Linked DNA regions of Mus musculus: regions 1, 2, 3, 4, 5 and 6 are each linked to region 7. A link is a contact called in public Hi-C, HiChIP or PLAC-seq and promoter capture Hi-C data. All regions are on one chromosome and are shown on one strand. Each heading gives the region's core, a stretch centred on a gene start, on an enhancer-like site or on the middle of the called end of the contact. The rest is flanking DNA. Distances are from core to core; before and after follow the strand shown.

Region 1 (3,331 bases), core at 777-3,276, 310 kb before region 7:
ACACTCACTCACCCTGTAAGGACTACTCTTCGTTGTCAACTAGACTACATCTGGAGTGTCTAATTGTGTTTGGGTACACTTTTTTCTTAATTAAATCATTTGAAATGGGAAGACATATTTTTAATCTCGTTCTTTTGAGGTGGGAAGGTCCACCTTTAATCTGAGCCACACTTTCTCCTGGCAGCCTATATAAAGGACTCAGAAGAGGGAAGTTTACTGTGTTGGCCTGACTGCTCTTACTGATAAGTCCATTCCTTCACTGTCGTTAGAGCCTACTTCTTTGGGGTTCCAGAATGCACTGAAGATCAGCTGAGGCATTCAGTCTACTGAACAACTGAAATCTTGGACCTTCCTTTGGTAGACAGTCATTGTTGGGTTAGCTGGACATTGTTGAACTTAACCTGTAAGCAATTCTAATAAATCGTGTGTGTGTGTGTGTGTGTGTGTGTGTGTGTGTGTGTGTGTGTGATTCTATCAGTTCTGTTCCTCTAGAGAACCTTGAATCCTCACACAATTAAAAATAATGAAAGTTGTATTTATCTTATGAGTCCCATCAATCACAGAGGGAGTCAGGGCAGACACCATGGTAGAACACCACTGGTCAGCTAGCTTTTTTTTTTTTTTTAAGATTTATTTATTTATTTATTTATTTATTTATTTATTTATTTATTTAATGTGAGTACAGTGTTGCTGTCTTCAGACACACCAGTAGAGGGCATCGGATCCCATTACAGATGGTTGTGAGCCACCATGTGGTGGCTGGGAATTGAACTCAGGACCTCTGGAAGAGCAGTTGGTGCTCTTAACCACTGAGCCATCTATCTCTCCAGCCCTAAAAATAAATCTTAAAACTACATTGTAAGTTCTACCTACTTCCGTGTATTACTAACATGTTGTAATCTACATTGTAGGTTTTAACAATTGACCTATATCCCACTTTGTGGATTTTCATAGTTTTTGTAACTCAATCCCCCCCACACACACCCACACACACCACCACCACTGCATATTCCAACCAGCAAAAACCAAGAAGAGCCCACCCATCTTTGGATTTAACTCCTTCGCTCACAGCCCTGGAGAGAGAATGACCATGTTAACAAAGCACACACTCCTTCAGAGTGGCCTCCAATTGTTCTGCGAATTACATCCCAAGAAGATATTTATGAGAACGGGCGTTTCTCCAAACTTCAGCCACTCTGCACATCATATTTCCTTACAATCTTCACCTACTGTGAAGGCAAAAAAGTATTTAAAGACTTGCAGTTTTTATCTGAAGTTTATGACCAGCGCCTGCATATTTATTCCTCATTTGCATCTCCCTTTTATTACTAGTCCTTTGTATCCATAGATCATTTTTATGGGACTGTGATCTTCTTACAAATGTGTAAGAGATAATTAAATGGAGCCACTAAACCATTTCTTTCATATGCATATACTTACAAAATATATTTTCCAATCTTATTGTTTTTTTTTGTTTGTTTGTTTGTTTTTTTTTTAGATAAGGTTTGACATTTTTCTAAAGCAAGACTTCCAGTCAAGTCCTTGGGAGCCGCTAGTGTTGATCCCTGCCCATGGATTAAATGAGATAGTTCTTTTCTGTTTCCTATAAAGTGCCTGGTGACACACGGTTAGAATGTCAGGTCCCATCCATATGAGGAATATGCAGTAGTATATGCCCTGCTCCTCTCCCACCCGACCCCCACTCCCCAGGCCCCTAGTTTCCTAAGATGATTTTTTTTAAATGATTTCTTCTTTTTTTGTTTTGTTTTCTTTCCTCCCACTTAGCATCTTACATGGACCTTTCACCTTTATCCATGGTACTTGGCATTCTTAGGAACATTTGGGTTTAAGCCTGTCACAGAAGCAAGGCAACTTTCAAATCAAACTGGAAATACTCTAAATTATTAATTAAAAAATGCCCGATGGGCGGGCGCCGTGGGAACGGAGTCTGGAATGTGATGGAGGCCAAGAGGGTCGCGGGAACGGGTCCCTAGCATCTCTGCTGCGCATGTGCAGTTCATCTTCATTGTTCACTCCCGCGTCCCGCTGAGCGCAGAGGAAACCCTCAGATCCTCGGGGTCTACGCGCTGCTCAGAGACCCGGTCCCCAGGACAGGCGCGCCTAAGGGTGAGAGCCCATTTGGAGGGTTGCATTGCCAGGCTCGGGGAGGCTTACGTGTCAACACCTGCCTCGAGTGTGCTTCGCGCAGGCGGCGGTGGGCTTCTCCAAGGAGAAGAGACAGGGTTTGGTGGTCGGGACAAAGTGAGTTAGGGAAGGCATTCTGATGTCAGAGCTGCTTGCGAGGGCTCCAGGCAAGTGACTTCCACTCTATCATAGGATGAGGATAAAGTCCGATGACACCTGTCCTGGTCAGGTAGGCCAAGAGCAGCAAGGGACCTGTAGCTGAAAAGGCTGTTTTCAGAGTCTTAGTTCAAATTCGAGCACTACTACTGAGTCCCCACGGGCAAGAAAAGGACCTTAAGACTCTGCTCCACTGTCTGTACACGGGTAGGGGTTCTTCCCTGAACCTGCCTCCGGGTTGTTCTGGGCAATGCCTGAGATAGGCTTTCGATGGGATAGTGGCATTTGCTCAGAACCTGAAAGGGGTCTGTCTTCCTTCATGCCCTGTTCATTAAGCCCTGTGCACCATTTGGCTCTAAAAGCCGCTGTTAAAGAGTTCCGAAAGAGAAGAAAGACTGAGGGGGCGGGGCGAAGGGCGTGGTCTGCAGAAGAGAGTTGGGATGCAAACCCCAAATCGGAAGATAGGTTCAATTTAGTTTCCCTCCCTCCCTCCCTCCCTCCCTCCCCCTCCCTCTTATGCGTTATGGTTCACATGGCTCCTCCCCAAGGGCCACAGGACCTGCCTGGAGGGTGGAGGGCTGAGGCTCAATCAAAGCCTCTACACCCTTCTGCCTGGCCCACCTGTCTGTGCCCACTGCAGTTTACAGACAACTAAGTTAGGCTTCCAGAAGTTTTCAGCCTGTACCGGAATCACCAAAGCGCCCAGGCCCAGCAGACAGCTGGGTACAGAACTCCTGAAGTCTGCAAAGAGGCCTCCAAATTCATTTTGGGTGGTGTCACCATTGGTCTGGACATTCACTTGAGAGGGGGCGGGGTACCTTGAAGTCAGATTCAGAGTTCTCTGATCACAGATCCTGTGAGGGAAAAAAAGGACACACCAGAAGCAGGAATCTCCCCAGGGGAGGCCCTTCCTCCTCTCACTCCCCCCTCCCCTCCCTCCTCCCCTCCCTCCTCCCCTCCTTCCTCCCCTTCCGCCTCCCTCCCTCCTCCCCTCCTTCCTCCCCTTCCGCCTCCCTCCCTCCTCCCCTCC
Region 2 (3,616 bases), core at 321-2,820, 330 kb before region 7:
TTATTTCCTCCGTGCTATGAGGCTACTGGTACGGACTTTGTGGCTCTGTGTGTGCTTACAGGTATGCACTTTGTGGCTCTGCTTTATGTGAGTCTATATGCAACTGAGGCCACCCAAGAATGTAACTGCATGCAATGTTCAGGGTGGCTCACTCCCTGCATCTGAAGTCTTGACAAGGATCCCTGGAAGGGGAGGCATGGCTGGGTTTCTGGGAAATATTTGCCTTTTCTCCACATTGCCTCTCTGCTTCTTTTGGTTTCCACTTGATCTCTGGTAACTAGTTAACTAAAGTCATACACAAACTCTAGGAACACCGCAAACAAACCGGACTGCCAGGATATCAGGTTTGCTTTTTGAAGCCTGCAGTGTCCCTTCTTATGACCCCTTTATTTAAATTACATCATGGCCACGTTTGATGTGGGAGACAGTATACAAGCATTGAATCCCTGGAAGTCTGGCTCACTGAGAGCTATCTCTCAGCCTCTGCATCTCGAAGTTCCTTTTGGTATTTAAACATAACAGATAACTGTGTCAGAAACTGTCTGGCCTTCCAGTGACTAAGATATTCCATAGCTTTCCTCTTTTAAAATATATACACGGGGGCTGGTGAGATGGCTCAGTGGTTAAGAGTGCCGACCGCTCTTCCAAAGGTCCTGAGTTCAAATCCCAGCAACCACATGGTGGCTCACAACCATCCGTAACGAAATCTGATGCCGTTTTCAGGAGTGTCTGAAGACAGCTATAGTGTACAGTGTATAAATAAATAAATAAATATTTTAAAAAAATAAATAAAACAAAATATATACACGTATTCAATTTGTCCTCATGGATGAAGAGCAGTTTCTATATTACTTGGATTAAATATAATTGGTCATGTTAAAATATATTGTTAAGATGGCGCAGTGATTTATAGCAGAGGAGCAGAGTTCAATTCCCAGCACCTACATGATACCATCTTCTGGCCTTCTTAGACACGGGGTACCAAGCACAGCACGCAAGTAGTGGACAGACATACATGCAGGCAGGCAATATATCAATACATATAAAATAAAATAAAATAAAAATTGAAAATATTATACTGTTAAAATATTTTGCCATTACTTATTGTGACTTCTCCTTCTGTAAAATTGGCAGGAGAGTATGCACCTGTCAGTAAAGTCAGTAATAAACAGGATGGCGATTATTTTCTTTTAAGATATTTAGAGATGGTTTGATTCTTTGTTAGGGGGTCTCTTCTGTAATTTTGGGAAGGTCGTCGATACATTTTTATTCTGCTTACAACTGTTTGGTTATTATTTTTTTCTTAATACACTGTTGGAATTTCTTTACAGAGCTCTAATTTTTTATTCTCACACTTCTTCTTGTACTCATGGTTTTTACTCGTAAATTACTGTGATTAAAGCCCTAGCGCCTCAGAGGCTATCGGCTGGGTGGGGGCCGCAACTCCCTGTGGGAAATGTAGTCCTGGAAAGACTACAGCACCCTTTGGAGAACCGTGGGAATGGCCGCTCCGAGACTCTGCGCATGCGCGGTCTCCTAGGCTCTATGGATGCGTTTCCGTTTCGTGGGGCTCTTCCAGGCGAGGCTCGAGGGGCCTCTGTGCGCCACAATTGCCTGGGGCCTTCTGGGAGCTACAAAAGAAGCGAGGTTTCCCCTGAGCCAGAGGAATTCCGGGTGGCGACTCCGGGGCAGGATCAGAAGAACCAGCGCCTTCCTGGGGCCCGCGGAGGCTTGCGCGTGTCCAGGGGCCGGGCGAGGCTAGCGGGCGCCCCCGGGGCTGCAGGCCTCCGGGCGGGCAGCCTGGGAAGGAGAGAGGTGTGTGCGTGCAAAAAGCGGATCCCAGCAGTCCTGCGGATGCCCTTGGCCCGGTAAAGCTTCGGGGGGCTGCTTAAGGGTTGAGCTGCGATTGAGGGAATGAGCAGGTCTGATTTCATTGGCGGGTCTTTCGTTTGGGAGGGAAGGGATGCCAGCCATGGCTGAGAAAAAGGCCTCTGCATCACTTCGAACAAATGCGTGTCGTTCATTAGAGTCCCCATTCTGTTTCGCCAGAGTTGCTCAAACCCCGTCCATCACCATCCTGGAGTTTACTGGTTTCCTTTATATAGAAGAATGACCCAAGAGTATCTACAGGAAAGGGTTTTTATGAGAGTCGAACTTCTTCTCAAGTGAGGAAGGCAGCTATTTTGACCATTTAGGTAGTTTGCTAGTGCCAGAACCAAGAATTGAAATCTGGTGTGTTGATTCGAAGGCCAGGGCTTTGTCTTCTGCTACACTGAAGCAGAGGCCTCCCTCTCATGAAACTGCAGTTAAGCTTGGGGGAGGGGAGCAGAGTGATACGCATCTTAAACCCCTCACTCCCTCTGTCTGGTTTTCTGATTTCATCTGCTGAATGCATTAGTAGGAAAACAGGTAATTGATACCCAAAAAACTAGATGGTAGGTAGGTAGATAGATAGATAGATAGATAATTGATACCCAAAAAACTAGAGGGTAGATAGATAGATAGATAGATTGATTGATAGAATCTCAGAGTTGCTGGCCTGCTCTTTCAGGCTTCATATATACTAGAGCTTATTGATATGATCTAATATGAACTCTGAAGTGTTGTTTGTTTTTTAAGGAGACCTGAATAAGACAGTAGTTCAATTCACACCTTTGTTTCCTTTCACACAGTAAGAAAAGCTCTGATTAGTCCATTCAAAACTGCCCTGGGCCTTCCCTCCGCAGACGCTTTCTGTATGACGCAGGTCGAAGGGTCCTTTCCTTCCAGGGCATGTCTGTGAGTCACTGTCGAGCTGCTAGCCAGTCTGCTGATCACATTCCCTGTTCTTCCTCACCCAGCCCTTGGATCACCGGTGGTTCCTGGCCCTTTCTTGAGAACGCCTGGAAATGGACAGTACCCAGGTAAGTCACCGAGGGATTCACGTCCCACCGTTGGCAGTGGCTGTTCATAGACCCGCAGCGAGTACATCTGGATGTGGTAGACGTGTATAAAAAGGCAGCGCCAGGGAAAGTAAGGGAAGCAGATCAGTACCAGAGAAGTGAACCCCAATAAACAGAAGGCATTGCCAGATGTGCTGGAGCACGCCTTTAATCCCAGCGCTTGGGAGGCAGAGGCAGATGGATCTCTGAGTGAGAAGCCAGCCTGGTCTGCATAGAGAGTTCCAGGACAGCCAGGGCTACACAAAGAACCCTGTCTTGAAAAAAACAATAAACAAACGGATAAATAATAAACAGAAATTATTCACCCCGGTAGGCTTGTTTAGGTTGTATGACAAAGACCCAAGTAGTAGGAAGTAGGCTGTTACCATGGTTTTTCATCATTTATTTATAAACATGTTCTTAGAGAATCTATGAGCAGATGATGCGAAATCACCTTTGCCAACAGCAGCTGTAGATTCCCTTGACTTACAGCTTGGCAAGGCCTCATAGTTACAGATGTCTAATCTATTTTCAGAGGTGTAGACAGCCCTCTGATCGTTCTCCATAGTGTAATGATAAAACCTGCACTCAGTGGGTTACGTGTGCCTCAAATGGTGCCTGTTGCTGCTCCTTTTTATCTCTGGTGCCTTTTTAGAAAGTGTGTGTGTGTGTGACTGTAAAGAGGAGACAGGCTC
Region 3 (3,381 bases), core at 20-2,519, 440 kb before region 7:
AGGGAATCTGAAACAGGTCTGGAAAGTAGAAAACCAGGGCTGATAACAGTTGAACTCACTCTCCTCATAGAGGCTAGGAAGGGCTTGTCTGGGGAAGTGACCCTGCAGTGGAGAATAACCTGCAGCTCTAGGTGATATGGAGCTGGACAAACATTTCCCTGCAGAGGAAATAGCAGGTGCAAAGGCTCTGTGCCGAGGGAGCATCATGGAGGATGGGTGGGGATTCTGGAGAGGGGAGGGTTTATAAGGGATGCAGGAGTCCATGGGCCCAGTTAAGGTTTAGGTCTTTCTTCTTAGCACAGTAGGGAGACACTGAAAGGTTTGAAGCCGCTTTAAAGAGCTAAACTCAGCCTGACTTAGCAAGCCTGGCTTTGGTCAGCACCTTTGCACAGTTAGATTTCTAAGGCAAGGGTTCAGATGGGTTTGGTTACCATAGAGACGGCTGGGTGGACACAAACAATTATGATAATGAAGCTACAGACTTGAGCACTGGGGGATATAAACGAACCGGGTTCTGGGTGCGCTTTGCTGGAAAACACATTTTGCCCACACAAAGGGTCTGATTATGAAAAGGGACCTGCCATGAATATGAACGAAACCCAGGGACCACAGAGCCAAGATGCTGGTGCCATAGCAACCCGGGACTCAAGGGCTTCTCTTCTGTATTTTCAACAGAGCCCCAAGGAGCGTGGGGCAGGGACAAGGGGGTCAAAGGCCATGTGAAGAGAGCCCTGTCCACCGGCACCGCGTAATCAGCCTCTTAATTCTGATAAGCCCTCACCCTAGCAGAACCAGGCAGCCTCATTCTGTAGTTGAAGATACCGGATCTGAGAGGGATGGTGCTGGCTGCTGACAGGCTGGTGCCAGGCATCAGGTGGCGTCTCCGGATAGAAAGCTTCGCCTAGTCCCTGCCTCCTTCCCGGCTTAGAGCATGTTTCCATAGACTGAAGTGGGACACGAGTTCAAAGCTAATCTGAGCTACACCGTGAGACTCTGTCTCAAAAAAAAAAAAAAAAAAAAAAAGGTCCCAAAGCCGGAGCATCACCGTGATGAAGAGTGAGAAGCTGTTGGCCTAAAGTTGCTGAGCGCTCACGAAGACAGACAGGGAAGGGCCAAGTCTACAGGTCCTAGAGGCTCCGCTGAGCGCGGAAAGGTCGCGAGGCGGAACCAAACTAGCAGGGTGAAGTGTGTTGTGTGGGGCGGTGTTAATGGCGGAAGAGGCCGGAGGATTTCCGAAGCGAGCGGAAGCGGCGCGGTCAGGGTCGGAAGGAGTCGGAGGCATGGCTGGCACGTCCTCGGAGGCGGAGGCCGAGGCGCTGGCCGCTGCGCGCGAGCGGAGCCGCCTCTTCCTGAGCGGCCTAGAGCTGGTGCAGCAGGGCGCCGAGGCGCGCGTCTTCCGTGGCCGCTTCCAGGGCCGCGCGGCCGTGGTGAAGCACCGCTTCCCGAAGAGCTACCGGCACCCGGAGCTGGAGGCGCGGCTCGGCCGGCGGCGGACAGTGCAGGAGGCGCGCGCGCTGCTCCGCTGCCGCCGTGCGGGTGAGGGGGGCCGGACGGGGCTCCGGGAGACGGGACAGACAGGGCTGCGGGAGACCAGTGGGACGTGAGAGACGGGGCTCCGATTTCTAGGGGACAGGATCAGATGGCAATGCTTAAGGACTCAAGGCGACAGTCAGGACGCCATTCTGTTTGGTTCGCGGGGCTTGTTTAGCGCTCGGGTCCCTCCGTTTCTCATTTCTCTGTTTCTGCTTACCGTCCTTCCCTCTCCATTTGGTGGTCTTAAGCAGTAGGTGTCCTGACAGGCGGGTGGCAGGAGCCGGGCTCTGTGGATTCACATTCTCCCTGCATTGTCTCCCTCGTAGCCATTCAGCGAGTCGTCTAGCCCAGTTACCTTGTATGTCACCGGAATCTCAGGGATATTGTGGTCATTAAAGAAGGCATATGCATCACATGTTCTTATGCTGACATAGTTCAGTAAATGTTTGATTTCATTAAATTGTTATTCTTTTCTTTAAAAAACATCCACACCCCCACAAAACAACAACAACAACAACAACATTACTCCAGAGAAAATGAGACTCAAAGAGGGGAAGTGCCTGAGGTTCCACAGCTACCAGGCAGCCTGTCTGTGGCCCAGAACCACCGAGCCTTTGCTATTTTTCTCTTTAATGGTTTTTAGGTGCCCACTGCCAGGACATTGATAGGTGCCAGGAGCCAGGGGAAATGCAGAAGTGAACAGGCCTGTGCTTTTCTGCCCTAGAGGGGCAATGGAGTTATAAAGAAGTGTTCATATATTCTCCTTTACCTTTTGTAAGTTTTATCAGACATGGGTGGGGGCTACCTTGGTACCCCAGTTTCTAGGAAACTGTTCTGAACTTGGTTGACATTCAGGAGAGACTCCTGGTGTTAACTGGAGGTTTTGTTACCACTTTACAGTTGTGGAGACTGAGGCATAGAGTAGCTAAGGGAACCTTGAGGTTTCACGCCTAATAAGGGATCTGAACCTGCCTGTTCCAGAGCACAGATGAGCCTGTAAGGTGACACCCTGCTTAGCCACTTGCCTGGTGACTGTCAGGTAGAAACTGCCCAGACTGCAGGATGCTTTCCTTCTGGCTTCTTGTTTTGTTTGTTTTTAGGGAGCAGCAATGAATTCCAGTCCTCAGGTGGCTTGAGAAAGGAGGAGCAAGCCTTGATACTTCCAGACTTACCCTGGCCTGGTCTCAGGCCGTAGTCCTGCAGGGCTTTAACAGGGCAAGCTCTGGATAAATTGTATCATTTTCCACAGTAGTCTAAACCCTGTTCCAAAGCTGTCTGCCTGTGCATGAAGCTGGCCTTCATGAAGATGCGTTCCCTAACCACGTGTGTCCATTGCAGGGATAGCTGCCCCAGTCGTCTTCTTTGTGGACTATGCGTCTAACTGCTTATATATGGAAGAAATCGAAGACTCGGTGACTGTTCGGGATTATATCCAATCCACTATGGAGACTGAAAAGGACCCCCAGTGCCTCTTGGACCTGGCCAGGAGGATGGGGCAGGTTCTGGCCGGAATGCACGACCAAGACCTCATTCACGGGGACCTCACCACCTCCAACATGCTCCTGAGGCGGCCCCTGGCGCAGCTGCACATCGTGCTCATCGACTTTGGGCTGAGCTTTGTCTCAGGACTGCCGGAAGATAAAGGCGTCGACCTCTATGTCCTGGAGAAGGCCTTCCTCAGCACGCACCCCCACACCGAGACCGTGTTTGAAGCCTTTCTGAAGAGTTACGGGGCCTCGACCCAGAAGTCCAGTCCAGTGCTGAAGAAGTTAGATGAGGTGCGCCTGAGAGGGCGAAAGCGGTCCATGGTCGGGTAGTGGAGCTGTGGTGAACTGGCTCACGGTGAAG
Region 4 (3,428 bases), core at 169-2,668, 310 kb after region 7:
AGTGTTCCAAACAGACCTTCCCAGACTACTCAGCTAGTTAGCAACATGGGATTCTAAAATTTATTTCATTATAACTCTGTGAAATAGGAATTATTTTCCAAGTATTTTATGAAATATAATACACACATATTTTTTCTTTTCCTTTTTTAGAGACAGAGTCTCACTATGTAGTCTGGTTGTCTTGGAACTCACTACATAGATCAGGCTGGCCTTAAACTCACAGAGGTCTGCCTGCCTCTGCCAAGTATTGTAATTAATAAATGATTATCACTATCCCAGGTCAAAAATACAAGAAGAATTCCCAAGGCCCATCCCTTCCCCAGGCTGGATGCCCCATGTCAAAGCTGAGAAAACAGAGTCTAAGAAAAGCTAAAGGCTTGTGTTAACAAACATCTCAGTCTGCATTAGAACAGATGTCTGTAATCTTGAATTCACATCCTCTGACTTACAGACTTCAATCACGGAGACAGACTAGACGTTCATTCCTTCCCTGCTTGGTTAGGATGTGGACCTGACAAGGTGACAGGAAGTTACAGCCTCCCCACTCCTGTGCTCTTTACGGGCTGTTGATCTCAGACTCCTACAGTGGGGTTCCCAAAGCACTCACTGCAGTCCACACAACTGGATCTCAGGTCTCACCCAGGTCGAGCCTTACCTTGTGGTCATCTGAGATCGGCGGCCCCTTCGCTGCACCTGCCGATGTTTTATCATTATGTTCCAAGGGTTCTGTTGGGGACCAAGTGGGCAAATGTCACCGAGGCTTCTCATAGTGAGGATGAGGAGAAAGTGAGTATGGCGCTAAACCTAGACGTTCCTGCTTCTCACTTCTCCCACCTTGGGGTGAAGGGGAATTAATTCAGTGGCTGGAAGACCCTGTCAGGGTGGAGGAACTGGGAAAATGTTTTCTGTCACCAATGTCCAAAGCTCGCTTTTTCTGGAAGAGCAAGAGGAAGGGCAGCAGTGTTTACCTAGGGTCTACTATGAGGCGGGTGACGAGTCAGGGCGTTCTACCCGCCTTTATCAGCCCATCCCACCACAACTCCAGCAAGCTCGGGTTATTGCTGTTCATTTCACAGAAGAGAAACCTGGCGCTCAGAGGGTGTCACATCAGGCCCACGTCACCTAGCTACAATCTGAATCCAGCTTGTAGCGGCACTGAGAAAACGACATTCCCAGGGCCGCACGGCCGCCGCGTTCTTTCGCCCGCGGGCCCGGGGCCCGGGAGCCCGAGGCCCTGCCCGGCCCGAGCCCCGGCCTCGCCCGGGCGCCCTCACCGTGAGAACCGGCTGGCCCGCCGCGCCCGCGTCGCCCAGCTCCAGGCCACCTCGCTCCGCCCCGCCGGGGCCCCGCGGCTGCTCGGTGTCGCCAGTCGCCCCCATGGCGCCCCCCGGCCCACAACAACCTCAGCTCGACTCAGCCACCGGAAAGCGGCGCCGTGACGTCACGGGAGCGCCCGAGCCACCCGGCCGGAAGCGCGACGCGCGTGCGCCGTGGGGTTGCTATGGGAACCGAACTGCCGCCTAGGAGCCACCTCGTCTTTGGTGTCGGGGACGACGTTGAGGCTTCCAGACCCCTGGGAGACAACGGCTGGGGACCGAGTGTGGGTGTTCGGGGGCCATTCAGTCAAGGGACGAGGGCGGTGTGAGGGCAGCAGAGCATACACTTCAGCGGGGGAGCACGGGGCTTCGGATGAGGGCAGCCCGAAGTTCAATCTTTGAAAACCGCAGGAACATCTGAAATCTTAGCACAGCCTCCCCCGAATTGGAGTAGTCTGACTCAGGAACCGGGAAAGCCAACAAAAGAAGGGGTTGTTGGTGCCACCCTAAATACCCAAACACCTAAACACCATACTACTAGCCTTTGCGGGCTGCCGCTTGTGTCGAAAGGCATCAGAATGAAAGTTGGGTTTTGGCTTGTGAACTAGTCCTGTTGCAGAGAGCTGGCCTTCTCTCCCCTAGATGGTTGATTCTGGGATAGGTAGGGGATGAAAGGTTTAACAACTGTGGCGTTCTCCAGAGCTCCTCTTAGCACTACCTCAGAGAGGTAAGCTGTCTGTGAAAGAATTCGGATTCAGTTACGGGTGATAAAATAACTCTTCTCGGGTCACAAGAAGCAGGTAGTGTAACGTATATGAATTTTGTGTTAGGAAAGATCTAGATTCCAACCTGATGTGATATGATCGTTAACGTTGGATAGGGCCTGGTGTGATAACATAACCCCAACACCGAGGAAGGAAGTAGCTGTGGTGTAGAGCTGTCTCAAAGCCAAAGGCTAAGAACATTGGCTGTGGGACTGGATCGCTTACCGCTATTCTCCTGCATACTAATTGCACGGTCATTCGTCCACAGTTTCAAGTATTCCAGCCTGGACCATGTAACTAAGGATCTGCCTCCACCTCCACAATGCCGGTTCACAGGCATGCCACAGTCCACGTTTGGTTTATGTCGTGTTGGAAATTGACCCCAGAGTCGTCATATGGTTGATACTAGGGCTGGATTATTTTATGCAAAGCACTTAAAACTTTGGTATAAGTAACTCCTTAAATTATTCTAATATAATAGTAATTTCCAGCAACCGTCACTTAAGGACTTTTTCCTCTGAAATATTATTGTATGTATTAAAATACTGCATATAAAACACATATTAGATAATCAACAATGCCAGTTTTGTTCCATGTTCCAACGTCCACTTTTATTTTTTTAGGTTTACTTATGTGTATGAGTGTTTTGCTGGTATGCATGTATGTATGTACATCATTTATGTACCTGGTATCCGCAGAGGTCAGAATAGGGTATTGGATCCTTTGGAAATAAAGTTATGGATAATTGTAAATTTCCCTGTGGGTGCTGGGAACTGAACCCTGGTCCTCTACAAGAGCAACACATGCTCCATGACTGCTGGGCCATCTTTCTAGCCCCAACATCCACCTTTTAACAAGGCACTTCCTTGCTTTAAACAATGGTGGCTTTTTTGTTTTTGTTTTCCCTTAGGCAAGACCCTCCTCTGTAGCTCTAGGCTGAGCTTCAATTTAGGCCCAAGCTGACAGTGTAATCTACCTGTCTCTCTCTGCCTTCCCAAGACTGGAATGGCAAGCAGACACTACCATGCCTGGCTTTGGATATATGAAGATAGTCTTTTGTTGTTACGTTTTTACCTGTACTCTGCCCTTAACCTTACTGGGCTCAGCGGTGTCACTGGACACTATTAGATATCACAGCCAATGGAGGACATGTGCTATACAAATAAAAAGAAGCAGGGGAGAAGGTGACAGAGGAGACATGAAAGACCGAGTCATCGCAGCTGCCCTCTCTAATTTTGATGACTATCTTTCATTTTGTCTAAGAGTGGCATATGTGGTCCACAGGGACCAAGCTGCAACCCTTTTGTTTTCTCATATTGATGCTGAAACACTCCGATGCTCCTCTTCC
Region 5 (3,668 bases), core at 954-3,453, 290 kb after region 7:
AGGCTCATTCAGGGGCTCCCTGGCAAACGCCCAGGGTGTGTAGGGATGGTGGTGGTGGCGTCTCAGAAGTTACCTCCTAGCAGGCTCTGGATAGAGAGCAAGATAGTCCTGACATCATATAGTGCAGACCACTTATCCTTGAGGATGTCCAGGCAGATGTTGCCCTGGGTGTCCACGTTGGGGTGGTAGCAGGGTGTGAGGAACTTCACTGTGGGTGCGTTGTAAGGGTAGCCGCTGGGGAACTCTAGGGAGAGTTTGTACCTCAGGTCTTCATATACCTGGCATTTGGGGAAAGAATGGAGAGTAAGTCCCCCGCTCACCTTGTGCACTGCCGCCATCCCATCCTGCAGCCCACATTCCATCCAAGCCCCAAATAAGGGCCATGCAGGTAGGAACTTCTGTGTGCTTCTGCATCTGACTAGCAAGCTAGACGTTAAGTTGGCCAATGGTGCTTTCTTCTAGTGATGTCAGTGACCTTCCGGTCCAAAGATTGTGACCCGGCATTCCGAGGGCTACCAGAGTGGTCCGAATAGTATCTCAATTGCTAAAGTGAGACTTTAGACTCAATTTCTGATGATTTAAAACCATATCTGCATTAACAGGAAGCTGTTTGTGCCCTCCCTCAAGCTAAGGTCCTCTACCCTACTTTATCGTGGTCTATAGACGGCACTGCCTGAAGAGTCCCTCTCATACTAAAAGAACATGGCCACAGGGCTCAGAGCCTGTGCCCAGGCAAAGTGCTGCCCACTTACGGTGCCGGCTGCTCCGTGGATGGTCCCCACCCACTTGAACAGGTTGTCTGACTCAGGGAAGGCGGAGATTCCTTTGTCACCAGATGTCTGAGGAAGGAAACAACACTCAACTGCTGGGTTCCAGTGTACACTTTCAGGCACAGCCAAAGGGGTCACTTGTTGGGAGCCCACTCTTAGCAGAAAGCGGCTATCATCTCTGCAGCCATCTCAGGCTATTTACTTACAGGTTGGTACTTTTCCACCCTGACGAGAGACAATGCTGCTTTTGCAAGAAGCTCACCACAGCTGAACACACTCTAATATCATCCTGTTTTTCCCAAACACATCCTGGACTGGCTAAGTGTCTCCAGCTGCACTCCCCAGCCTGTGCTTATACACCTATAGTTGCCTTCCAATAAATGAGACTTGAAACTGTCTTGTCCCCATTCTTTGCATCTCTTGCCCCTCCATCTCCACTCTCTCTCTTGCAGACCCTGTTGACTGAACCTGTTGATTGACCGGGTCAATCACTGGGTGAGAGCCTGCACTGCCCGCAGCATACTCTGCCTCTGAATAAAGCAGTTAGAGCCAACTCTCAGGCTGATCGCCAGGCTAGGAGGCAACAGGAGGCACCTCCCGTGCTTCCAAAGTTTCCCTCCAAAATCTGGTTTTCACCAGGAATTTAAGTGTCACTAAAACATGCAGATTGCTATTTAGGGGTAATGTAGCAAAGGACGACCAGAGGAGAGAATTCGAAGGTGATGGGACCAGCAATTCCAAGAAGGGTGGGGCTGGGCAAGGTTAGAGCTGGGGCCTGAAAAGGTAAGCATCGATGAGCCCAGATAAGCCCGACAGCTGCGGAGCTCGTGACGGTGGGCGTTCAAAGGGCTTCCATAAGTGAGTACATTGCACCCATACTAGCAGGTGGCCTGAAGTAGTAAAGGAAGTTACGGATAACGGGGTGGGGGATGGGAAGGTAGGTCAATTGATCTTAGAACACACTTACCATGAGGATCATCAGTTCCTGCTGTAGCCTGCAAGGAGAAGTCGGGGTTACTCGGGGCAATGGATACTGTCGAGGAAATATATCACTTCCCACACGACTATCCTGTCGTGGAGGCCTTACCCCTTCTTCAAAGGCAGGTTCAGCTCTGGCACTCAATTAGAGGACCCAGGTGAGCCTTCGACCCCATGTTAACCCCAGCGCTCGCAGGGCAACCTATGAGAGCTGCCTGGCAGCGCCATCAGCCTTCCATTTCCTGCGTTCCTGGTACCCCCTCATTTGTCCCAAAGCCCCGGGGTGACCTCCGCACCACTCACCGCTTGCCCACAGGGCCTCGGGCGGCGCCCCCGCAGGGCTCGGCTCCTTTTCGAACCGCGGCAACGCTGGCAGCAGCTGGGTCGCGGTTTTGTGAGGCCATCCCAGAGGTACTGGCACCGAGACAGGAGTGTGGAGAGGAAAGGGCAACTGCGGGGCTGCGGGCCGCCGCCCGCGTTTGAATTGCAACCCTCCCGCTGCGCTAGCCAATCAAAGGCTCGCTTAGGTTTGATCCAGCCAATGGGACGCCCCGGAATGCTCTGCCCCTGCGCAACTGCTAGGTCCTCCCCAGTAACGCGCCACGATTGGACGGCGGGGCGTGCCTCAGCTAGCCAATTGGTGAAGAAAGCTGCCATTAACTAACGAATCGGTGGCGGATTGGTGGCCTTTGGACGACGCCGACCATTAAAGGGTCCAAGGACCGGTCCACGTGTATTCGCCGCCCCTCCCCCGCCGGGTCTCTTTGGAACCCCGACTCCTGTCGCTGGCCTGTGATTTGGCTGTGCAGCCAGGTATGAATTTGACTTCTTGATCCCTCCTGCTTTCACTGCCAAGTGTTGAGATTTCACGAACGAGTGCTCACACACCGGGCGGTGGTTGGACTTCCGTCCAAATTCGCTGGTCCGTCCAGGGACACGCCCAGCAGGGGGCACATCTTCTGGAATAGGAAGCATTTTTCTCCTCACCCTATTAAAATGTTAGTTACTTTGGGTTCCCAAGAACTTAAGCCGGGCGTGGTGGCGCACGCCTTTAATCCCAGCACTGGGAGGCAGAGGCAGGCGGATTTCTGAGTTCGAGGCCAGCCTGGTCTACAAAGTGAGTTCCAGGACAGCCAGGGCTATACAGAGAAACCCTGTCTCGAAAACCAAAAACCAAAAAAAAAAAAAAAAAAAAAAGGGGGGGGGGCCTGGAGAGATGGCTCAGCGGTTAAGAGCACTGATTGCTCTTCCAAAGATCCTGAGTTCAAATCCCAGCAACCACATGGTAGCTCACAACTATCCTTAACGCGATCTGACTCCCTCTTCTGGAGTGTCTGAAGACAGCGTACTTACATATAATAAATAAATCTTTTTTTTTTTTTTTAAGATTTTATTTATTTATTTATTATATGTAAGTACACTGTCGCTATCTTCAGACACTCCAGAAGAGGTAGTCAGATCTCGTGATCGGATGGTTGTGAACCACCATGTGGTTGCTGGGATTTGAACTCCTGACCTTCGGAAGAGCAGTCGGGTGCTCTTACCCACTGAGCCATCTCACCAGCCCAATAAATAAATCTTAAAAAAAAAAAAAAAAAAAAAAAGAACTTAAACAACCTAGGCAGGTGAGACAGCAGACTCCCGATTAGTAAACGTGGGTTCAGGGGGTGCATGCCTATAATTTCTTGGAAGGTGGTAACAGGCAGGAGTTGAAGGTCATCTCTAAGTTAGGTTGGGCTATATGAGAATGTACCTTAAAGAAACAAAAACAGGATCTGATGGTGCTCAACGCCTTTAATCTCAACAAAGGCGAGACCTCTGAGCTCAAGGTCAGCCAGGGTGTATGTAAGAGATACTGTCTCAACCCCAAAAAGCACAAAAAAGTTCATACTCTCCAGTAAATTTCCTGTACAACCTTAG
Region 6 (3,402 bases), core at 479-2,978, 420 kb before region 7:
CCAACCAAGGCCATGACACAGAGATCTTCCCAAACAGCCAGGGTTAAGATGGACACTGCCATCAGGAAACCGTGATAAAAACCATGGGAGTTTGTTAGTGGAACTGTGGGAGACGTTAGCACAGTGGTCCCTCCCTTTCTCTCTGCCCCCTTCCCTTTTCCCCTCTCTTTCTTGTGTAGCTTTTATTTTATTATGAGAGAGAGGGAGAGAGAGAGGGAGAGAGAGAGAGAGGGAGAGAGAGAGAGAGAATGCATACTTGTGTGTGGTGGTCAGAGGACAATTTACAGGAATCTTTGTTCTTCTTCTATGGTGGGTCCCAGGGACCAAACTCAGGTCACCAGGCCTGGAGGTGCCTTCACCTGCTGAGCCATCTCACCAGCCCCTCTTCTGTACTTTCTATCTCCATGTGTGTGTATGACGTGTGTGTGTGTGTGTGTGTGTGTGTGTGTGTGTGTACAGGCATGTGAGAGTGTGGGCACGCGTTGTTGGAAGACCTCGTTGGTTGTCACATTCCATCTAGTTTGAGAGGGTATTACATCGCTGTGGCTGGACTGAAGTCAGCCATGTTAACAAGACCTTGGGTTTTCTAAGCCTGAAGTTGAGACTAAGCATGCCCACAGCATGGCCATGATTCCAAATGTTTGCAGAGCAGCAGCAATGTTAAGAATGATAAGCAAAAGGGACACAGGGATCAATGAGGCTCTCATATTTTACAGGACCTGGTAAGATGGCAGTGCCCATAGATTATAAGCTGTGTGTATGCAATGTTCTGAACCAACCCCCCCCTGCCCCCTCCTCCAAACGACAAAAACCAAGAAACTTTCCAACAAGTCCCTTTCTCCACAGAAACCACTCAGGCCCCAGGAGCCAGGACAAGGTCCCATTGACAGTAGCCAGTGGGGAAACATGTCGCAATCCCAAGGAGGGTGGAGGACCCACTCAGGGCGGAAAGCAGAGTCAGGCCTTGTGCCTTCTGCTTTGCATGGCCAAGGCCGTGTGTTCCTTCCAGGCATCTCTGGGAAACAGAAGAGTCCGGCTGATCCATCACTGCTCAGCAGTCCACGGAGGATGTGGAGAAGCTGGGCCCCCATGAGCTGCTAGCGGGAATGTGAATAGTGCAGAGTAAGACCAAAGAGTCCCTATTTTCTTAAAATAGTGGAGGTTGGATCTTAAGCTGACTTAGCAGCTGCCCGTATGAAACCAGGGGCGTTGGCACACGTCCATAATGCCAACCCTCAGAAAGTAGTGGCAGGAGGATGGGAGTTCAAGGTTGTCCTCAGCAGCATAGGGAGATGCAGGCCAGCTTGGGCTAAATAAGAGCCTGTCCCAACACACACAATATCAAGCAGGTTGTGGCATCTGTCACTGAGAAGGGAAAGCTCCTACCCACAGGTGACCCGGCCCTTTGCACGAAGCACTATCTCACTTAAACCCCCCCACCAACCTCCAAGTCTGGAAGAGGCTGCAACCACGGTCACTAGAGGTCTCAGTAGCTTGGTCTGTCCCTACAGGGTTGGACAGTGGGATGACGGTGCTGAGGCCTTTAGTCCCACCTGGGCTTTGCCCCATTTCCCACGTGAGTCCAGAGTGGGGCGCGGGGGCGGGTGGGGTGCTCTGGGGCCCCTTCCCTGCTCCTTGTCCAGACCAAGGAGGCGCGGCCCGGGGCGGTTCCGCATGGCTCCTCCCCGTCCCTTGGGGCTTTAGGTCCCTGCCGGCGGCCGCTGAGGGGCAGTCGGGCCGCCTGGTCTCCAGCGATCGCGCGGATGGCGGCGCTGGCGGCGCTGGCCAAGAAGGTGTGGAGCGCGCGGCGCCTCCTGGTGCTGCTGCTGGTGCCGCTGGCTCTGCTGCCCATTCTCTTCGCCCTGCCGCCCAAGGTACGGTGGTCCCGGGTCGAGACCCTCCCGCCTTGAGCCTGCCTACCCCTAGGAGCACCCGCTCCCCTTCTCCCTTCCTTGCCTCTCCCTGGTCTGCCTCTCTCGGTCCTCCCACTCTTCTAAAGTTTGAGCTCTGACGGCTTGCTTGGTGCTACTGGGGTATATAGCCCTTCACAGTCTTTCCGAAGAACAACTGTGTGACCTGTCGCCAGTCACTTAACCTCTCTGAACTTTGGTTTGCGTACCCCCTACCCAGAAAGAGGGAATATGATAACGCATCATAGGCTCACGGTGAAGATAAAGGAATCAGTCTATGTCGGTGTCTTAAATGGGTGCTAACTGCTTTTGCTCTGTAGCAGTTGCTCAATGACTGGAGAACTACACCTTCCTGAGTGCTTCCTAGGAGAGGTGTCACCTGTCCTGTGTCACCCCTGAAAAAATTCCCTTCAGAACACCTCCCCTCCCCACTCAAGCTGGGTCAACTAAGGCTTAGAGACAGCAGGGGACACTCTCATGGGTGACTCCCAATGGGAAATCCCTGAGTGCCCACATCTGAGAGCCCAGGGCCTTTGCTGTTCCCAGAGTCCAGTTCTCTTAGAGAGAAGGCTGGAGTGAGTTCCTAGGGACCAGCACCTGTGTCCAGCCCATCAGGACTTCCTGAAGGGCACGAGGCCCATCACATTAAGTGGCTTCTTCCAGAAGGTACTTGGCCACATCACAACAGTGCTGAGTGAGCTAGCCGATGGTCACAAAATAAAGGAGAGGTGATGGTGTCCTTTAATATGTGACAGGCAGCAGAGCCCCAGGGAGCAGCCTGCTGCAGAAGGGCTCCTGCGTGCCTGACAAGGAACGGTGACCCCAGGCTGGCCGTGCACAGCAAGTCCTTTAGTTCTCAGCTATCTAGCCCGTCAGACTCTGTTGACATTGAAGAGAGCAAATAAATGACCTCAGAAGGAGTAGGTCACTCTTGCCAAGGCCAATGGGGCCCTGGACGAGCGAGCAACTGGCCTGGGGGCTCCCCGGCTCCCTTCCTTGTCCAGGTTTCACTTTCCTTGGCTTTAAAATGAGATGACCGTCTCTTTACTTTTGGGAATCAGTGTTGCGGTCGGTTGAGGCTAGAGTGATCGGCTCAGGAAAAGGTGGAAGGTCAAGCCAGGACATCAGTCTTGTGGCCAACAGATGTCTGGATAGGGACGGTGGATGCATAGGAACCTTATGCCTGCAGGGACCATGGTTGCTGTGTGCTCTACCCCAGAGGCAAAAATCACAAAAGCAGACCCACCAGCATGGGTTTCGGGTGAGGTCGTGCCAAGACAGGGACAGTCCCACCTTGGGTCTAACTGGATGGGGCAGCCACAGCCACCTTAACCTGTGTTAGCTGAGTAGATGTCAGGGATTGTGGCCTGCCTGATAAGGAAAGGCCTCCGGCCAGGCTCTGCAGCAGTATCTTCGGCAGTCTGCTCAGCCAGGGAGGTGCCTGTGTTTGCCTTCCTACTTGACACGTGAGGAAGTAAAGGCCTAGGAGGCC
Region 7 (3,718 bases), core at 208-2,707:
GCCTCCCTGTAACTCCAGCTTCAGAGGGCAGAAGCAGAGGGTCCCCAGAGCCAGCTGACGTGTGAGACTCGCCCTATGGGGAGCTCTGGGTTTGCTTGAGACCCTGTGTGGATGACTAAGAAGGGACCGTGTCCAAGGATGACTCATGAGATGAACTTCAGGCTACCGCATGCAAGCACACGTGTGTTCCCACACAGATGTACGCATATACACAAACCATGCGTGAACAGAAGAAAAAGAAGAATGTGAAAGGTCATTCTCAACTAGACCAACCTGGGATAGGTGACATTGGCTGATGGACAGGTGACATTGGCTGATGGACAGGGATGTGCTTAGGGCACTGACTGTCCCAGCTGCAGAAAGCCAGTCCTGAACCACGACACCTTCCTGGGTGGACAATTCAGAACCCATGAAGTTACCGAAGTCCCTGTCACCAACCGGAAAGAATCTACCCTGCCTGAAAGCTAGGGGAGCCTCGCCAGAGGAGAGGGGCTGAGACTCAGGTAGTCAGGGGATTCCCAGGTTCCAGAATGAGGAACTGCAGAAATACATTTAAACCAAAAGCGAATCAAGTGCCGGCTTCTAGAAATCCCCAAGATGCGCTTGATTGGGTCTGAGCCCTGCTGGTGCCTGGAGAAACCTAGTCTGGTCTCTTATCCTTTCTTGGGTTCTAAAGCTATCCCTCCTCCTCTTCCTCCCCCTCCTCCTCTTCTTCCTCCTCATCCTCTGGGTGTCTCCTGTACCACCTTAAGCTCATGAGGCAGAGGCACAAACTTGGGGATTTCTCTAGATTGGCTCAGCTATGATACGGGTATGGTGGTTAGTAAATTACCTCTTCCCTAAAAAGTACCTGGGGTCTTGTTCGCACAAGATTCCCTAGACAAAGTGGCCCCAACTGGCAAGGAGAAGATAACCACAGGTGGCAGACATCTGTCCACAATGGGAAAGTGACAGGAAACAGGCCAGACCCGCCCTTCCCCCTAGCCAGGCTTTCCTGTCTGCTAACCCTTTCCAGTCTCTGCAGTCAGCTCCGGAGCCAAGGCTTGGGTCAGACAAAGCTGTCCAGGCACCGCTGTGGAGGAATGCCCTCCCTAAGGTTCCCCTGTGGGCTTCGTGGAACAGAACCCCGACCTTCTGGAAGGAAAGAGGAGCAGCCCACCTCATTTGTGTGTGTGTGTGTGTGTGTCAAGACGCGAGAGATCTTGCCCATCCTACTAACCGCCGCTTCCAGTAGGAAGATCTCTCATCTCCAAAGTCTTGTCTCCTCTTTCCTCTTTCCATCTCTCACTCTCTAAGCCCTAACTCCCTTGGAGGTTAGAACACAAGCCACTCACCGCTGTCAACAAGCAGCCCCATAGCGCGCACAGCCGAGGCAAAGACACCATCGCAGGGCGAGATCAGAAGAGCCAAATCACAGGGCTCCTGCTGAAGCCACAAGTCACTCCAAAGTCCCTGCTAGGAGTCCCGCCCAGGAAGAGGGCGGGGTCTTCGGGCACCAATCGCGGTGGGCCTATGGCTAGTCACTGAGCAGGGATTTCCCCAGGACCTTCCCAGGAGTCTGATTGTCCCCAAGAGTTTAAGGGATGGGCACCAAGGTGGCTGGAGGAGCCAGGGTCCCAAAAGGAGCCCTTTTCTTACATTACCCGACCCACCCCCCAGTCCCCCTCCTCGCATCCAGGACCTCAAAAGCCACCTATAGCAGGGCTAAGGACTCTCCTGATTGCAAGATAGCAGAGGGGTGAAGGATTACTATAGGGACTGGGGAGCGCCACAGGGACACTATTGTTACCCCACCCCACCCACAATACCCCTGGGAATCTCTGCAGAACCGAAAGCGTCTCCAGAGAGGTCTAAGGAAGTCCCCAGTGTCACCGCAAAGTCAGAAAACGGGAAAGACCACAGCTGAAGGGCCAGGAGGCGATTCAAGGAAATGAGTTCCCTACCCAGTTTCTCTTTCTTGAGAAGGAAATTCCTACGAGTAGGGGACAGCATCTCATCCTCTTAGCCATGCGTGCCACCCACGTGTCTCCACCGACTTCTATCCCACCCCAGCTCCATCCAGAGGCTGTAGACAGGCATTTAGTGTACGGACCAGCCTTTCATAGGGTCAAAGGCCCTTTGAGAAATGATAGGAAACTAGAGACCCTCCCTATTCCTCCATTAACTTTCGGAGGGGTGGGGGTGGAGGCTGAGGGGTGTTCCAGATAAAGGATCTGAACTCTCATGTTTGTATGGCGGGCATCTTACCCTGGGTGTCATCTCTCCCAGTACCACCCACTATTCATCATTCATATTTCTCCCCCTCCACCTCCCTCTCCTCCCCTCTTCCTTCTCCTCCCCTCTTCCTCCTCCTCATACCCCCTCCCCTCTTAGAGTATATGGGTGTCGGGGAGTTGGTTGTCTCCCTCCATCCTGTGGGATCTTATATCAAACCTAGGTTGTTCGGTTGTCTTTACCCCACGCCTCCCGCACCACCACCACCATTTTTGAACCAGAGTTCACATCTGCTCTGCAGCTAGGATGGCTTGGGTTCTGGTCTGATGCATCGAGTTCACTTGAGTGGCACTCTCCTTCTCAGTTCCCTCCCAAGAACTTGAACTAGCTAGTGCTTGGGATACTGATCCTGCAAACTGAACATCCAAGCCACGCTGAGGGAGCAGGCTGCAAGAAAAAGGAAGCCGGGGAAGGCAGGCATGCTACATTAACCCCAGGCTTGGAGGCTGACTTCCATGCTGCTCAATTGCTATGAAGACACCATGACCAAAGTAACTCTTACAGAGGAAGCGTTTAACTGGGGGCCTTGCTTACAGTTTTAGAGGGTTAGCCCATGATCATCATGGCAGGAAGCAGACAGGAATGGCGTTGGAGCAGTAGCAGAGAGCTTTACACCCTAAGCCACAGGCTGTAGGAGAGGGTGGAGGGAGATTGGACCTAGCATAGCCCTTTGAAACCTCAAAACCCTAGCAACACACCTCCTCCAAGACACCTCCTCCAAGAAGGCCACACCTCCTGCAAGATGGCCACGCCTCCTAATCTTCCAAAACAGTTCCACTAATTGGGAACAAACATTCAAACATAGGAGCCTATAGTTCCACCCTCAATCAAGCCACCACACAGCCTTTGCTGCAAAGACACGGTAATAGCTTCATTTATCTTCATTCCATACCCAAGAGTCTCAGAAGAACTTGCCTTTGTGAGGCACACAGGGCCAGATGATTGACAGTGGAGCATACCTGGGGGGTCAGGTTCCTCTACACTGTCTGCTCCTTGATCCGGAGTCCCCTGTCCTGTCACCTCTGCCGCTGTCCTAACTCAGAGCCTCACAGTTAGTGTGTGAATAGGTTGTCAATTCTCACCCCAGGAAAAACCTCTGTCACAAAGAAGATGGCCAGACAGACACACCGCCGGTGGTCTCAGTATTGACCTTAAGCTATAGCGGCCTCCTGTGTAGAAAGCAAGCTGGCCACATTCAAAATAGCCAGAAACACTCAAATCAGGGCCCAGGAGTCTCCATTAAAGCCACCCGAAGACATCCAGGATGAGGAGAAAACGACGCTGTCTTTCCCTATGTTTCATCCCCTTTGGACAACAAGTCTGATTTTCATTCCTGGAAGCTGGGGTGGGGGTGCGGGTGGAGGTGGGGCAAGCATTGCTAGATAACTTCAGCTTTTGCTTATTTCTTATTTGCTTGATTCCAAAATTGGGCCCTTCACAAAAC

Evidence for each region. Promoter capture Hi-C pulls out the DNA fragments that hold promoters and counts their contacts. A called contact is a pair of places that touch in the nucleus more often than the background predicts. HiChIP or PLAC-seq counts read pairs in DNA pulled down with a chosen protein or histone mark. Capture Hi-C pulls out chosen DNA fragments and counts their contacts.
Region 1: an H3K4me3 HiChIP or PLAC-seq map of embryonic basal ganglia shows a contact between it and region 7, with 6 times the contacts expected there. The contact joins the promoter of Zfp663 here to the promoter of Cd40 in region 7. A contact is called at or near these places in 3 of 39 promoter capture datasets (the 3T3-L1 cell line, the HPC-7 cell line and liver), 1 of 15 datasets of contacts at CTCF or cohesin (the NIH/3T3 cell line), 14 of 484 Hi-C or Micro-C datasets (B cells, DN2 thymocytes, the Patski cell line and 9 more), 10 of 115 datasets of contacts at active chromatin or transcription factors (craniofacial prominence, embryonic basal ganglia, embryonic forebrain and 7 more) and 3 of 9 other capture datasets (adipose tissue, liver and pancreatic islet).
Region 2: an H3K4me3 HiChIP or PLAC-seq map of embryonic forebrain shows a contact between it and region 7, with 5 times the contacts expected there. The contact joins the promoter of Zfp334 here to the promoter of Cd40 in region 7. A contact is called at or near these places in 2 of 39 promoter capture datasets (embryonic stem cells and neural stem cells), 11 of 115 datasets of contacts at active chromatin or transcription factors (embryonic basal ganglia, embryonic forebrain, embryonic limb bud and 6 more) and 2 of 9 other capture datasets (adipose tissue and pancreatic islet).
Region 3: an H3K4me3 HiChIP or PLAC-seq map of embryonic hindbrain shows a contact between it and region 7, with 4 times the contacts expected there. The contact joins the promoter of Trp53rka here to the promoter of Cd40 in region 7. A contact is called at or near these places in 2 of 39 promoter capture datasets (cranial neural crest and embryonic stem cells), 7 of 484 Hi-C or Micro-C datasets (the CH12 cell line, the G1E-ER4 cell line, cerebellar granule neurons and 3 more), 5 of 115 datasets of contacts at active chromatin or transcription factors (bone marrow-derived macrophages, embryonic forebrain, embryonic hindbrain and 2 more) and 2 of 9 other capture datasets (adipose tissue and liver).
Region 4: a contact with region 7 is called in a promoter capture Hi-C map of adipose tissue. The contact joins the promoter of Dnttip1 here to the promoter of Cd40 in region 7. A contact is called at or near these places in 2 of 484 Hi-C or Micro-C datasets (CD4 T cells and CD8 T cells) and 3 of 9 other capture datasets (adipose tissue, liver and pancreatic islet).
Region 5: a contact with region 7 is called in a Hi-C map of B cells, with 11 read pairs. The contact joins the promoter of Ube2c here to the promoter of Cd40 in region 7. A contact is called at or near these places in 1 of 484 Hi-C or Micro-C datasets (B cells) and 1 of 9 other capture datasets (pancreatic islet).
Region 6: a contact with region 7 is called in a promoter capture Hi-C map of embryonic stem cells, with 7 times the contacts expected there. The contact joins the promoter of Slc13a3 here to the promoter of Cd40 in region 7. A contact is called at or near these places in 3 of 39 promoter capture datasets (the 3T3-L1 cell line and embryonic stem cells), 1 of 15 datasets of contacts at CTCF or cohesin (the NIH/3T3 cell line), 10 of 484 Hi-C or Micro-C datasets (the CH12 cell line, the G1E-ER4 cell line, cerebellar granule neurons and 6 more), 4 of 115 datasets of contacts at active chromatin or transcription factors (embryonic basal ganglia, embryonic midbrain, embryonic stem cells and 1 more) and 3 of 9 other capture datasets (adipose tissue, liver and macrophages).

The regions. Positions count from the first base shown.
Region 1 is chr2:165,367,431-165,370,761 of GRCm38.p6, reverse strand. Zfp663 (zinc finger protein 663) reads left to right here and starts at 2,026. Exons shown (of 6, transcript NM_001379474.1): 1 at 2,026-2,127. Gm29831 (a long non-coding RNA gene) reads right to left here. Exons shown (of 3, transcript XR_001783548.2): 2 at 2,923-3,155; 3 at 2,111-2,403.
Region 2 is chr2:165,386,213-165,389,828 of GRCm38.p6, reverse strand. Zfp334 (zinc finger protein 334) reads left to right here and starts at 1,570. Exons shown (of 5, transcript NM_178411.3): 1 at 1,570-1,868; 2 at 2,841-2,903. The coding sequence starts at 2,889.
Region 3 is chr2:165,491,202-165,494,582 of GRCm38.p6, reverse strand. Trp53rka (transformation related protein 53 regulating kinase A) reads left to right here and starts at 1,269. Exons shown (of 2, transcript NM_001007581.1): 1 at 1,269-1,536; 2 at 2,872-3,381. The coding sequence starts at 1,281. The coding sequence ends at 3,350.
Region 4 is chr2:164,744,005-164,747,432 of GRCm38.p6, reverse strand. Dnttip1 (deoxynucleotidyltransferase, terminal, interacting protein 1) reads right to left here and starts at 1,418. Exons shown (of 13, transcript NM_133763.1): 1 at 1,275-1,418; 2 at 656-726. The coding sequence starts at 1,379. It also overlaps a transcript of Wfdc3 not described here.
Region 5 is chr2:164,768,464-164,772,131 of GRCm38.p6, reverse strand. It overlaps Ube2c (ubiquitin-conjugating enzyme E2C), which reads right to left and starts at 2,203. Exons shown (of 6, transcript NM_026785.2): 1 at 2,052-2,203; 2 at 1,738-1,765; 3 at 753-839; 4 at 74-278. The coding sequence starts at 2,152.
Region 6 is chr2:165,471,523-165,474,924 of GRCm38.p6, reverse strand. Slc13a3 (solute carrier family 13 (sodium-dependent dicarboxylate transporter), member 3) reads left to right here and starts at 1,728. Exons shown (of 13, transcript NM_054055.2): 1 at 1,728-1,874. The coding sequence starts at 1,764.
Region 7 is chr2:165,053,375-165,057,092 of GRCm38.p6, reverse strand. It overlaps Cd40 (CD40 antigen), which reads right to left and starts at 1,457. Exons shown (of 9, transcript NM_011611.2): 1 at 1,335-1,457. The coding sequence starts at 1,385.